4 separate regions of the Mus musculus genome follow, and all the other regions are linked to region 1. A link is a contact called in public HiChIP or PLAC-seq data. All regions are on one chromosome and are shown on one strand. Each heading gives the region's core, a stretch centred on a gene start, on an enhancer-like site or on the middle of the called end of the contact. The rest is flanking DNA. Distances are from core to core; before and after follow the strand shown.

What was found. HiChIP or PLAC-seq counts read pairs in DNA pulled down with a chosen protein or histone mark.
Region 2: a contact with region 1 is called in an H3K27ac HiChIP or PLAC-seq map of embryonic stem cells, with 4 times the contacts expected there. The contact joins the enhancer-like site here to the promoter of Tmem237 in region 1. A contact is called at or near these places in 15 of 39 promoter capture datasets (the 3T3-L1 cell line, the C10 cell line, the HPC-7 cell line and 9 more), 1 of 15 datasets of contacts at CTCF or cohesin (large pre-B cells), 2 of 484 Hi-C or Micro-C datasets (cortical neurons and spermatogonial stem cells), 18 of 115 datasets of contacts at active chromatin or transcription factors (the NIH/3T3 cell line, astrocytes, bone marrow-derived macrophages and 10 more) and 3 of 9 other capture datasets (adipose tissue, embryonic stem cells and macrophages).
Region 3: a contact with region 1 is called in a FOXA1 HiChIP or PLAC-seq map of pancreatic cancer cells. The contact joins the enhancer-like site here to the promoter of Tmem237 in region 1. A contact is called at or near these places in 4 of 39 promoter capture datasets (the HPC-7 cell line, embryonic stem cells, frontonasal cranial neural crest and 1 more), 1 of 484 Hi-C or Micro-C datasets (forebrain) and 1 of 115 datasets of contacts at active chromatin or transcription factors (pancreatic cancer cells).
Region 4: a contact with region 1 is called in a FOXA1 HiChIP or PLAC-seq map of pancreatic cancer cells. The contact joins the enhancer-like site here to the promoter of Tmem237 in region 1. A contact is called at or near these places in 3 of 39 promoter capture datasets (embryonic stem cells, macrophages and pre-B cells), 1 of 115 datasets of contacts at active chromatin or transcription factors (pancreatic cancer cells) and 2 of 9 other capture datasets (liver and pancreatic islet).

What each region holds. Positions count from the first base shown.
Region 1 is chr1:59,118,187-59,121,523 of GRCm38.p6, forward strand. It overlaps Tmem237 (transmembrane protein 237), which reads right to left and starts at 1,620. Exons shown (of 13, transcript NM_001037812.3): 1 at 1,517-1,620. The coding sequence starts at 1,549. Mpp4 (membrane protein, palmitoylated 4 (MAGUK p55 subfamily member 4)) reads right to left here. Exons shown (of 22, transcript NM_145143.3): 22 at 2,749-3,258. The coding sequence ends at 3,067.
Region 2 is chr1:59,607,477-59,610,813 of GRCm38.p6, forward strand. It overlaps Gm973 (predicted gene 973), which reads left to right. Exons shown (of 19, transcript NM_001357842.1): 11 at 257-329. Among named protein-coding and RNA genes, the nearest start is that of Gm33833, 11 kb to the right of the region's middle. Within about 2 kb of position 1,590, at least 51 of the 459 cell types and tissues checked have an H3K27ac peak or open chromatin away from gene starts, as enhancers often do. A contact at or near this core is called in adipose tissue, astrocytes, differentiating embryonic stem cells and 3 more, where this site is marked.
Region 3 is chr1:59,578,853-59,582,189 of GRCm38.p6, forward strand. All of the region lies in intron 9 of Gm973 (predicted gene 973), which reads left to right. Among named protein-coding and RNA genes, the nearest start is that of Gm39648, 16 kb to the right of the region's middle. Within about 2 kb of position 1,694, at least 62 of the 459 cell types and tissues checked have an H3K27ac peak or open chromatin away from gene starts, as enhancers often do. A contact at or near this core is called in pancreatic cancer cells, where this site is marked.
Region 4 is chr1:58,858,248-58,861,584 of GRCm38.p6, forward strand. It overlaps Gm28802 (flagellum-associated coiled-coil domain-containing protein 1), which reads right to left. Exons shown (of 14, transcript XM_030243918.1): 8 at 3,017-3,119; 9 at 2,247-2,316; 10 at 2,132-2,184. Among named protein-coding and RNA genes, the nearest start is that of Gm28802, 37 kb to the right of the region's middle. Within about 2 kb of position 1,689, at least 98 of the 459 cell types and tissues checked have an H3K27ac peak or open chromatin away from gene starts, as enhancers often do. A contact at or near this core is called in pancreatic cancer cells, where this site is marked.

The sequences.
Region 1 (3,337 bases), core at 370-2,869:
GTGATGTAAACTGGACTGCTGGGTTTAGATCTATTCTGCCATTCCTACACCCCATGTAAAATTCTTTTCTTCTTCCACTTCAACCAGTCTGGCCTATTGTGAGCATTCAGAACAGGATCAAACAGAGCTCATCTCCCTTTACAGACCTTCCATTAGTGGTTAAGTATTGGAAGATAATGTTGCATGCTCAGATAAAACTAGACCATGCCATATAAATGTGTGTGCATGCATGCTTGTGTGTGTGTCTGTGCATGCATGTGTGTGCATGCATGTGCATGTGTGTTTGCATACAATAAATAACCATATATAAGGAATGAAGAGTGATGTTTTACTTAGGGAAAGCCTCTTTGATGTTATCTGAGCTGAGCCCTTCCTGACAAAGGTGCCAAATTTACAGGGAATGAGGAGCACATGTTAAGGCTTTCAAGAAAGACAGGGCATGAAGGGCTCCAGGTAAAGAGCAGCCAGGCAGAAACCAGTGACACAGGACAGAAGGCAGACGTCAGATTAACTATGACCTCGCAGACTAGCAGAAGGAATACGGATTTAGTTCTATTAACTAGGAAGCCAACTAAGGTTTTATGCCACAGAGTAACATGCTTTTTTTTTAAGTTACTTTAAATAGAAATAGGTAACATATTTTAGAACAGGAAGTATTTGGGGCTGGTGTAGTTTACCCTGTTCTTACTTAAGAAAAGTCCTGCTTGCAAGCTCAGGAAGCATTAGTTAAGCATTCTGAAAATTTTCAAAATAGATGGCTTAGCCATTAAGAGCAGTTACTGCTCATGCAGCAGACCTGGGTTTAGTTCCCAGCACCCACAAAGCACCAGTAATTCCAGTTCCAGGGAAATGGACAGCCTCTTCAGGTTTCTGTGAGCAACAGGCACACAAGTGGTTCATATATTGGCAAAACACTCAAAACAAATACATTTTTTTTTTTTGGTTTTTTTGAGACGGGGTTTCTCTGTATAGCCCTGGCTGTCCTGGAACTCACTCTATAGACCAGGCTGGCCTTGAACTCAGAAATCCACCTGCCTCTGCCTTCCAAGTGCTGGGATTAAAGGCGTGCGCCACCACTGTCCGGCTACAAATACACCTTTAAAAGAATTGATCTCTAAGAGCAGTGCCTAGACGTCGATTTATTAGCTCGGGTATTTCATGCTGCTTATGGAAGGCACTGATTCCAAAGGCTCACATTTTAGATATTCTTGCTTGTCCCATTTCGCAATCCATGGTTGTATTCACTCAAACAAATTCGTGAGAATGCTACAAAATTAGGACACTGACGATGTCCTAATGGAATCCAGCAGTCAAAATGACAACTGGAATAGAATGGTGGTCCTACAAAAGCACTACTATTCTCAAGATGCTATGAAAGTGGGACCCAGTCCTCTTGGTATTTCAAAAGTCCCGCAAAAATGAACCATCTCACCCATCTAGAAACCGCACCTCTAAGCCCCTCAAAAGAAGAACCGCTGAACAGGCGGAGACTAAATTCCCAACAGCTCAAAAGTACCTGAGGCTCGCTAACCACCTGCTTCTTCCCCATCACGTCTCCAGGGACCGCAGCAGAGCTCAGGGCACCACAGCCGCCCGCCCCGCCCCGGTCCGGCCCGCCCCGCCCCTCCTGCCCAGGCGCGCAGGCGCAGAGCGTCATCGGGCTGCGCCTCATGGCTGCTGGGCCCGGAGCGTCCCCACCCGTCCCACGGGAGGTATTGGGGCTACCGGAGCCGAACCCAATCTGACCCCTTCGAACTAGGAAAACCTCAGCGTCGGCCGGCGTCCCCAGGAGCGGAGGGGGTTCACCCACAGTTTCCCGGGAGGTCATCGTGGTTTGCGTGGGGGTGGGCACGGCGGGACCAGACTCGTATTCAAACTCCCCACCGGAACATCCTCCTCTCTGACCGAGAGCCGCCCGGAGGCGTCGCCATGGCAACGCTGACTAGGGCGCCCGGATGTTGGGTGGACCTGATCGCCTTTTGCGGGGCCCGCCCTGATGTACAGCCCCGGTCCGCCCCCGCCGCACCCCTCGGGCAGTGCTGTCCCCAGATTCCCGGCTCGGCGGTGGTCACTGCTGGTTAGGACACCTCCACTTCGCCACACTCCGGGCCAGGCGCCCCTCGTCGCTCACCGCTTGGTCCTCCTCCAGCGGAGGCCCTGAGTCGTCCCTCATGATGCTTTCCCGCGGGCCTCCCTAGGCGCAACCGCCGGAGCCCGAGGCCGGCTTCCCGCGACGCCCGGCCTCCGGGGACTTGTGGGAGGAGGCGGCTTTGCGGAGCCTGGAGAGGCCGGCGTCCCCCACCTGGTTCCCGTCTGCCAGGGTGCTGCCTGGAGGGAGATCTGTATGACTGAAACAGCGAGGATCTCTTTCACTGGCCTGCCCAGTTTCCTAGATTCCCTGTAGGCCTAGGAGTATAATCTGAATGTTCAGTTCTGATAGTTCCTTCAGTGGGAACAGTTATAGTTTAAAATAGGTAGAATGGAGGGAAGTGTGGATATAAAGAAGATGAACAGACATGGGTGCAGTGGAGCTTCGGATCTAGGGAGACCAAGACTGTATCAACATCCTCGTTTTGGAGCTCATATACAGGCTCCAGGACTAGTCCACTTTGCTGATTTGGAAATAACAGTGTCATAGGTTTCCTTATTAGATAAATGTGTACTTGTTAACCGCTCTTAGCTTAGTTAGTCAACTAGGCACTTTTGTAAAATATAAACAGAAATAAGAAAATATTTTACAAAGTAAAATACAGTTTGTCATTAAGTAGACTGGTTTATTTAGAAGAGTTACATCTTACAAAACACCATATGAAATCTATAAAATGCTCACATTCAGTGACAACATTGTCACATACCTGCCATTAGCTCATATGGGGAAACATCGGGAAAATGCCTGAGAGCCAAATGAGTAGCTCTGTATATGTATAGGATGCTATTTATAGCTATACAATAAGGACTTCATAGTCGCAGTTCTAATGGGTCAAACACTGCTGTTTTCAATGGCAGCCGTTATTCCGGATCTTTAGGGCACACTATGAAGCTTCCAGCTTTAAGCAGGACACTAGATTAAGATTCAGTGTCAGGGGAAACCCATGCCTCTGGCACCCACTGCAGTTCTTCCTGAGCCTTCTGTATGGCGGACAACAGCTGGCCACATGCATCTTGCAAGTTGTCATTCACAATCACGTGATCAAAAAACTGGCCAAACTGACTCTCCATTTTCTGGGCTAACTCCTCCATCTCTTGTAGGTCTTCATCCTTCAGGAGTGATTGAAAAATATGTATGAATGGCACAGGCAATAAGACCAGGTGTTCTGCTGGCAAACTCGTGAGGGTA
Region 2 (3,337 bases), core at 340-2,839, 490 kb after region 1:
GGAAGACATCCTGATTATAGTCCTCAGCAGCACTGGATAATGGTAGCACACGCCTTTAATCCCAGCACTCAGGAGGCAGAGGAAATTGGATCTCTGTGAGTTCAAAACCAGCCTGGTCTACAGAGTGAGCTCCAGGACAGCCAGGGCTACATAAGGACACCCTGTCTCAAAAATCCACACTCTACCGGAAGGGCATGGACACAGGGGAGTTTGCATTTATTTTGTCTCATTATTCTTTTGTGTGTTAACCCAATAGGAACGTGGAAGTGAACTTGACTCTCATGAAGAACCAGGAGGACCCCTCAGAGGAAATGCCAAAGACAGCCAAGGTAGAGTGAGCTGGCGATTCGTGAATCCTTTCACTGGGACTGCCCAGATAGAACTCGGTGTTGTTCAGACCCATTAACAGAGAAGTCTTTCCATGTCCCTTCAAAGCATGAACTGGAAGTTAGAAGCAGAGGCCTCTGTCTGTCGAATGCAAATGCAAGCGACATGTTTTCTGTTCTTCCATTATTTAAAGATTTCTTTCCTGCTGGAGACTGCAGACTGAGACAAGAGTAGAGACTTCGGGGACAGACACAAACCCCACCCCCACCCCAAGCATCCACCCTTCTCCACCTCCTGCTTTCATGGAGGTGTGCATATGCTGGTGAGGCGGCTAGGGTTCCATGCCTACAGACATGCTGGTACGAGAAAGCAGGACCTTCTCTTTAGAGGCCTAGCTGCTGTCGACCAGAGCCCTGGCTGGCAAGAATGCCAAAGAGGCACAGGTCTTTAATCCTAGCACTTGGGAGATAAAGATAGGTAGATCTCTGGGAGTTCAAGGCCAGCCTGGTCTCCTTAGTTCCAGGACAGCCAGCACTACAGAGAGATCCTTTCTCAAACGAACAGTGTGCCTTGGTGGAGGCTTCCTTCAAAAACAAGTTTATATTGATCATGACGGGTGGTAGTAGTTCTAAGAAATACTGAGCCTGGGGCCACTGGGTGTGGAGGCACTCACAGTTCATAGCTCAGAGACTGAATTAGGCTCTCAATGCTTTTGTGGGCACCTAGGCATATTACTACCCCACTGGGCTCTGGCAGCAGGACTGTTCCTTACCCATTATAGCTTCTAGTTTTGGTTTGGTATGGTTTCAGTTTCGGTTTTAGTTTTAGTTTTGCTTGTGTGTTTTAAGACAGTCTCAGTGTGTGACTTTGGCTGTCCTGGAACTCACAGAAATCCCCCTGCCCCTGCCCCCGCCCCTGCCTCTTATTAGCATTAAAGGTGGGTGTCATTGCTTCTTGCAGAAGTGAAAACCCCTTACCTTTCTTTCTTTCTTTCTTTCTTTCTTTCTTTCTTTCTTTCTTTCATTCAAGATTATTTTCTGTATATGAGTACACTGTTGCTATCTTCAGCCACATCACAAGGGCATCAGATCCCATTACAGATGGTTGTGAGCCACCGTGTGGTTGCTGGGAATTGAACTCAGGACCTCTGGAAGAGAAGCCAATGCTCTTAACCAGTGAGCCATCTCTCCAGCCCCACTTACATTTCTAAGGGTGGGTTCCAGGCCAGACAGAAGCCATGTGCTTATTGTTGCTACACAATGTACAGCAGAGGGAGCAAGCGGGCCTGAACTCCAGCCTGGGCTCTGAAACCTAAACCATGTGACTCACAGAGAGGGCGCCTTTTTTCTTTCCTGGCCCCTTAAAGTCACAAGCGAATGCATGCCCAGCTGCAGGTCTGTGCTACTAAACTGAACCTGAACTGTGTAGCAGGCTACAAGCACCTTCACCTCTCCACGCCTGGCATCCTTTTCTGCCTCAGGGACTGGTAAAAGAACTTTACTCTTTAAGCGGTGATGAGGAACGAAAAAAAAAAATGATGTCCCTTAATAAATACCAACCTCAATTTGGACATTGCAGCAAATTAATATCTTCCCTCTGTGGTCACTACCAAACTGTGAAACAACACTGACTCTGCCTCCTTAAGTGGAAGGTTTTGATCTTTCCTGTTTATCTTCCACTGTTTCTTCCCATCCTACTCAAAAATAATTTTATACTGATTTTATTATTTCTAAATGTATTTATTTTTATTTTCTGTGTATGGGTGTTTTACCGGCATGTACGTCTGTGTATCATGTGCATGCAGTGCCTGAGGAGACCAACAGAGGGCGTCAGATCCCCTGCAACCCTACTTACAGATGGTTGTGAGCCACCATGTGCTTGCTGGAAATAGAACCCAGGACCTCTGCAAGAGGAGCCAATGCTCTTAACCGCTGAGCCATCTCTCCAGCCCTATACTGATATTTAATGTCATTCTTTGTGGGTATCTGATAAGAATATATTTTGGGAGTATGAGGCCTAGGTTGGTCAGGATTTTAAGCAAGAATTCTTCTAACATGAGGCTCTGTCACCTCCATGCTCAAAGCTGAGTGACACTAGCCAGGAAAATGTACCCTGATCTTCAGATTGTCCCTGTTGTAAATCACAGATCCAGAATGCGAACCCTGGCAGGCTCCAGCGTCTTAGCCAAGTGCAGCGGGGGCTTTAGGCACCACAGAACATGGCCCAAGCTAAGCCATGACTGAGTCAGTCAAAACAGATTTCCTGTCTCATGACGCCAGGGCCGGCTCCGGCCGAGTCCTCGGAGGTTAGCCAGACATTCTCAATGCAATGAAATGCCACTGCAGAAAGTCACCGGAGGCCTGTGCCTGTCTCAATGACAAATGCTAATTTTTAGAAAGGCTTTCCGGTCTTGGAAGGCAAGAAGAAGGAAATTCCAAGGAAGTGCTTTTAGCTGTTTAAAGAACAATTCTCCCCTTTGGTCTTAATGGTCATGTTGTTTTTCCTACTTTAAATTCAGTAGTGACCTGCACGGTTTATTATAAGGAGTGAGCCAGATACTAGGGATACATCTCAGTGTTATAACACTTTCTAGGATGTGTGAGGCCCTGGGTTCAGTCACCAGTATTACATGGATTGCATATATATACACACACACACACACATTAGTACATTTTTTAAAAAAAGTATGAGTGATCTAGTGAGAGGACTTAGAATTCTTTTGCAAGTTTCCACAAGATAAGGTTCACCAGCAACCTCCAAATCTGGGCAGACTGGGGAAACAGTCCCAAAGCCCAAGGAAAGGATAAAAGGTCAATTCTAGTTACTTCCTAGATCAGTGGTTCTGAAACGTTAGTGCACTTCAGAAGCACCTACACGTTTTGGTTTGGTTTGGTTTGGTTTGGTTTGGTTTGGTTTGGTTTGGTTTTAAGACAGGGTTTCTCTGTGTAGCCGTGGCCATCCTGGAACTTGCTCTGTAGACCAGCGATCCACCTGGCTCTGCCTCATGAGT
Region 3 (3,337 bases), core at 444-2,943, 460 kb after region 1:
ATTCTAACTGACTCATAGTTTCTAGACAGACTCCTCAGCTGACCTCCCGGGGCTACGTCTCTGGCCCTGAGGCCTTCTCAGGTCCTTAGCAGTTGTTTAATATGCCTATCTCACGCTCCTTCCCAGCCAGAAAGATTTAAAAGGAAAATGTGTAGCATAAACAAAGCCTTAAATCTTATCCTAAAATCTGATAATGGCACCACCAACAGGCATCTTGGGTCTTGGTCTCCTGCATTCAACAAACAGACTTGAAATTTATTACACCACCCCATAGGTCATAAGCATCCTGAGTCACATCATATAAAATATTTTTAGACATTTTTAAGGGAAGGTCAGCTGCACTGCCGTCTCCTTCCTTTTATAGTTACGTTTACCCTGGGAAGAATTTTTTTTTAATAATCTGGAATTTGCATTTTCCATTTATGACCAAAATACAAAACCTTGAAGGTACCAGGGCTGACCCAGGGGCTTTCTCTTACTGGCTTCTTCTGGGGCCAGCAAGGCCCTGCACAAAGCTGTTGAAGGCAAAGGCACTCTGAGGTCTGTGTAACAGCAGATACATCACCTGCCTGGCGATGACCCTGCGGGATAGGAAGGAAATTCTATGACAGCAGTCTGGTGATCAAAGGGTGTGCTCTTGAGAAATGGAGTGTGGAAAAAGGCCCTGAACAGATTTCAAGAGGCTCCTGCCAGCACCTCCAACAGCTTCTACCCTGGTAACCATTTGGCCACTTGGGAGCCTGCAGGGCCAGTGTTTACCAAGGCCAGACACGCACTCAGGAAGAAGGAGCCAGGTGGCCCACCTGTCCTGATAAGGCGGTTCCTTGGAGTTCGGTTTCTATTCTGCTCCCAGATGGGTCCCATCAGAGTTTCCCCCACTCTGGAAAATAAGTCTGAAGCAGTAGAAGTAAATATAATTGTATTTCATTTTTATTTAAAGCAGAGATTTGGGGATTAAACATTGTCAACGCAGATTTAAATAGAAGGAAATCTAAAGGTGCCAAGCTCCATGCTAAAATCAGATGCTCTCTCTACCTTCCAATGCCTGGGTGTTTGGTGAAGAACGCCATGACTCGGAGAAGGCAGAAGGGGCTGAGAATAAAATCCGTCTAGGCAGGGTTACCTCTGAATAGCCTGGTTATCTAGAGAGGAACGCTATCTTCTCACTAAAAGCCAGTGGTTAGATTAATGGGAGCATTTGAAAAATCTGTTCAGTCTTGCTGGTGGGCAGCCAGGGAGAGAGTGTTTTCTGTTTATCTCTATAGTGGCAGACATGTTCATCACAGAAAGGCTGTGTGCGATTTCAAGCAGCCGGGAAGTAGAGCTGAAGTAGTATGAGGTCTTTGGTTGTGCACACCAGCTCCTGAAACAGGGAGAAGCCCTCCCCACCCCCATTGACAGACAATGGCCTGGGTTGCACAAGAGGTAGATCTTCCCTTGTTGCTCTAGAAGGGAGTTTTATCACCATCCCCATTCCCCCCCCCCCCCACACACACCCATTGCTTTATCGCACAGGAATGCAGCTGGAGTCTCAGCCCCTCCTTGACAGCACAGACCTCAGTAAATTACCAAGGTCTTGACCCAAGAGATGAGAAGCCCTAAGTGATTTTTCAGCCTCCTATCTAAGGACGTGTTTACATTTCTTGAACTCTGGCTGACTGACTCATTCTCCTGCTGTTGCAAGAACTTTCCTTATGCATCAGGATTTATACATTTCATTCCTGAAAGACCCAGGGTCCTTTCCAAGCCACTGTGCAGTGAACCTCATCACAACACAATTCTGCTGAGTGGCTCTGTCCGGAGGATGGGTCCCACCCGGCCAGGCGAGTGTGAGCGAGGCTGAGAGGCAGTGTAGTGTGGAAGGAAAGCACAAGACACAGCTCAGGACATCTGGGGTCTGGGTTCCACTCCCGCTATGTTAAGGTGTAGGCTTGAAGCTACAGAAACCCAGTCTCAGAACCTCAGTTCCCCCCCCCCACCTGACTTAAACTTAAGAAGTGTTTTAAGTTTATGCAGGAGCCATTCTCAAACAAATCAGGAAGAAAACACTGGCCGAGGAAACACAGAAAAAAGAAGAGCCTGTAAGAGATAGATACTGTCTTAGAATCAAAAATAATAAGGAGGTGGCTGGAGAGATGGCTCCAAGGTTAAGAGCACCGGCTGCTCTTCCAGAGGTTCTGAGTTCAATTCCCAGCAACCACATATGGTGGTTCATCTATAATGGGATCAGATGCCCTCTTCTGGCACAAAGGCATACATGCAGTCAGAACATTGTACATATAACAATTAAATAAATCTTTAAAAAAGAAAAACAAAACAAAAAAGAACCGAGAGTACAGCATGTCATGTGGAGCCACTGATGAGTGTTGAGAAGAAGAAGTCTCAGAAAGAGACTAAAATCTACATCAGCAAAGCCATAGGCACAGCTAAATTTCATTCCCCAAATAATCATCGATTCATGAGCATTACCATTACCGTTGAACCATGGAGTTCCAGTCCACAGATTCAATCCTTCCACAAAACGTTACCAATTGGAAGCTGGGTATGGTGGCACGTGCCTATACGTACAGCACTTGGGAGATAAAAGAAGGAGGATCAGGAATTCAAGGTCATCCTTGGCCTTGAGTTTGAGGCCAGCCTGTGCTACATGAGACCCTGTCTCAAAAAATAACAAAATGGAGGGTGCAGGGGGTGGAGAATGCTCAGTTAGGAGCACTTGCTGCTCTTATGGAGGAACCAAGTTCAGTTCCCAGCACCCACATCAGATGGTTCACACCTGCCTGTAACTCCAGCTCCAGAAGAATGAGACAGTCTTCTGCCTCTGTGGGCTCCTGCATCCACAGACACAGACCCATCAGCATTGGCACATGCACACGTTGTTTCAAAATTAAGGAAATTGTAAAAATATCTCCATCAGTTGCATGGCCAGTTGTGCCTCTGGGGTCTTAGCTTGCACAGCTGTGGCAGATTTGCAGGCTAATGCCACGCTGGCTCATGTGGAGGGTGCCATCATGTCCCACAGACACAATGGCCATTGCCTCTCTCTGCTACATCATATTCATTCTCTCTCTCTCTCTCTCTCTCTCTCTCTCTCTCTCTCTCCATCTCCTATTTGGCCTCCACCTCTGAGGAGCAGGGGAAATCTCTAATCTCTCCCTGAAAGCTTTCAGAAGCATTTTCCTATTTCAGCAAAGTGTGGTCATACAAAATTTATATTCAACAGCATCAGCACTTTTTCCCCATCAATATTTCCTTTTTAATGTCAGCTTTATCTGAATTCCGATAGCACAAAGAATCTACTTTTGTTCTTTTAAATACCAATCAAAACAAGAAGGTC
Region 4 (3,337 bases), core at 439-2,938, 260 kb before region 1:
GGGGGGGCGGGGAGATGGCAGGCAGTGTTTTACCTGGAGCAGTGGCTCTAGCTGTATATGTAGCAGAGGATAGCCTAGATAATCATCAATGGGAGGAGAGGCCCTTGGTCCTGTGAAGGCTCTATGCCCCAGTGTAGGAAATGCCAGGACCAGTAATGGGAGTGGGTGGGTTGGGGAGCAGGGCAAGGGGGGAGGGGATAGGGGATTTTCAGAGGTAGAACTAGAAAAGGGGATAGCATTTGAAATATAAATAAAGAAAATATCTAATAAAAATATCAAGTTGGGTGGTGGTGGCGCATGCCTTTCATCCCAGCACTTGGGAGGCAAAGGCAGGTGGATTTCTGAGTTCGAGGCCAGCCTGGTCTACAAAGTGAGTTACAGGATAGCCAGGGCTACACAGAGAAACCCTGTCTCGAAAAGAGGAAAAAAAAAAAAAACAGAATTAAAAAAACAAAACAAAACCTGCTCAACCATGTGATGATTGACAAGCACCAACTTATGTCTTTACGTCTGCATTGCCCTTAGAAGTTTGCTGAGAAAGATGCTTTCTACATTTGGTTTTTATAAACTTTTAAAGGTTGATTTGGGCACGTTGCAAGGATAACTAGCAACTGTATTTGTGTTTATTTCATAATAAGTTATGCTATCAGACCAACAGAACCAACTTTTTTTTTTTTTAACAAAACAAAAACTGATAAATTGAGTCTGTGGTGGTAAAAACCAGAAGAATGGTGGCCTGGGGCAGGTGAGAGGAGATGGGTTTAATGGAAGAGGAATTAGCACGATGGTTAGAAATGTACACATGAGTGACATAATCAAAATATTGACAATATTGCACAATTCTCCATTTGCGTGAAAAGGATGGAGGAACCTAAGACAGCTTATAGCTTGTATAATTAGGGTGATTGTGGGGCATTGGGCTGTGCAAAGACAGTCTGGTCTCCAGTTGAGCTGAGATGTTGAACCCTGGGACTTGGTGGTGATAATTCATCTACATGGGACGGAAGTTCTCTCATGTCTCCTGGAACCCTGGCTCCCATCGAAGTTACCGCTCCCCTCAGCCCCCACAAGAGAAGTGTGTGGCTAGCAGTCAAGTAGGCAATGTCCCAAGATTCTGATCTTCAGGCTAAATTCCTCCCCAGTTACCTAGCAACAGAAAAGATAGCAGCATACCATGAGGGGCTGTTTGGCCCCTCCTCGCTCTTTCACTCTCACCTCTCTCTCTCTCTCTCTCTCTCTCTCTCTCTCTCTCTCTCTCTCTCTCTCTCTCTCTTTCTCTCTCTCTGTCTGTCTTCTCTCCTCTCTCTACCTCTTTCTCCCTCTTATTCTCTAGCGTTTCTTCTCTCTCTCTCCTTTCCCCCTTCTTTCCTCTTGGCTATGGCCAGTCTCTCTCTTTTACCTTCTTTCTCCCTGCCTTTCTATAATAAAGCTCTAAAACCATAGACTGTCTCTGCGCTCTAATCAAGGCCCACTGTGCAGAGTCTCACCTGTGTGGGAACCTCTCTTCCCTCTTCCCTTAACCCCAGGGTGACAGGGTGAAACCCCAGGGCACATTTTGATTTCAGGGGACTGCCCCTTATCCACTCCCCATCGAGTGGGTCAGAGGCTTACATGCCACCTGGGCTGAGTGGAAAGCGACTGGCAGCCCTCCCTCATCTGCCTGCCCAGAACATAGGTGGAGCTCTGGCCGGATGTGGGCTATCCTCCCTCCCCCCTCTTTTCCCAGGCCCCTTTATAGTTCCCACGGGTGATGCCTAAGTCCTGATCTTGAAAGAAAATTAAATTCAAGGTCCATGACTCATGCGGCTTGCTAGTTAGGAGGGTTTTTTGGGCCAAGGGCAAAGAACAAAGGCTGTTGCTGTTAAGTCATTCCAGGAACTGGCTATCCATAAAGATAGAGGCATACAAAGACGTCCGGACTATCTCAGCCAAGTTAAGCACCTGCCCCTCAGAACTGCTGTTACCTCGCTCTGCACGTACAATTTGCTGATGTTTAAACTGTCCAATTGTGTGTAACTGCGCCAATTCTTCCCCTACCCCCAACTTTTTTGTATATAAACCCCTAGCTTCTGAGCCTCGTGGTCGACTCCTCTGTCTCCTGCGTGAGATACCATACAGTTTGGAATCTCACCTGAAACACACGGAATATACTCTTCAGATACTTATATTCCTTGCCCATCTTATCTGGAGGAAAAGAAAACAAGGATGTCATTATTCCTTCGGTGGGCACACTTTCCAAAACTCACATGAACTCTTCAGCTCCACACCCAAGCTCTCCCTGGGGTGATGAAACCGTCTTGGGATTCCCAAGTCGCTCTGGAAGCTTATCAAAAAGCTTATCAGTTATTGGATCCCACCTGAACCGATGGATGAAGAGCTTCTGGGAGAGAGGCCAGGTACTTTCTAAACATGCTTCTCCAAGAGCTCAGAGCTCCCACACTCTGTTCAGCTGTTTTAGTAAGACAACCTCCCCCCACCCCCGAGGGTCATCTGTATCTATGGGAAGGAGGAACAGAACCTCCCACAATGCATCTGCTTCTCCTTTTTGTATCATTTCCTCCTTTACAGTGGTTATGAAAACCACACATTCTCTTCAGGAAACTAGAAAACAAGCAAAGTGTAAATAAGACACTAACTTCAAAGAGAGGAAGAAGGTTGTAGAGTGTCTCGTTCTCTCTGTGGACATTAGTCTATAAACCCCAAATCTGAAGGGTGCACACTCTGCTTTCCCCAAGGGCACACAGTAGCCCAGTGAGCATTCAAGAAATCACTGCCATTCTCCATGCAAGACAACCTGAAGGCATCATAGTAATATTGTAGTTTTAGAACTTTAAAATTCACTTAAAAAAAATTTCAAGTTCTTGCTCAGTGATGAAGCAGTTCCATTCTCGGTCATTCTCATGCCTTAAGCCTCAGAAGGGAAATGTTGGACATCTGGCTGTGCCAAGCCATGGCTATAGGGACGCCAGGGTACAGGCTGCCCACTTTCCCTCCCATTTTCCCCTCAGGGCCTGACAGTGCCTAGTTTCTCTTCGGCCAAGGCCTTTTCTGCCTTCAGGGCCTCCTTGTAGTTGTTCTCTAACCTCTCGAGCTCCTCTCTGTGAGTCTCTTTGAGTTCCCTGTGGGACAATCCAAGAAAAGAAGTTCAGCATGAACAAGCTGGCTCAGCAGGTAAAGGTGCTTGCCATGAAAGCCTAACAACCTGAATCTGATCCCTGGAATCTATAGTGGAGGAAAGACTTGCTTCCAAAAGCTGTCTTTTATGGTCCACAGAAACACAGTGAGGCCAAGCACATGGATGGGAGGGGGAGTGTGCTGCACACACACTTATGCACAT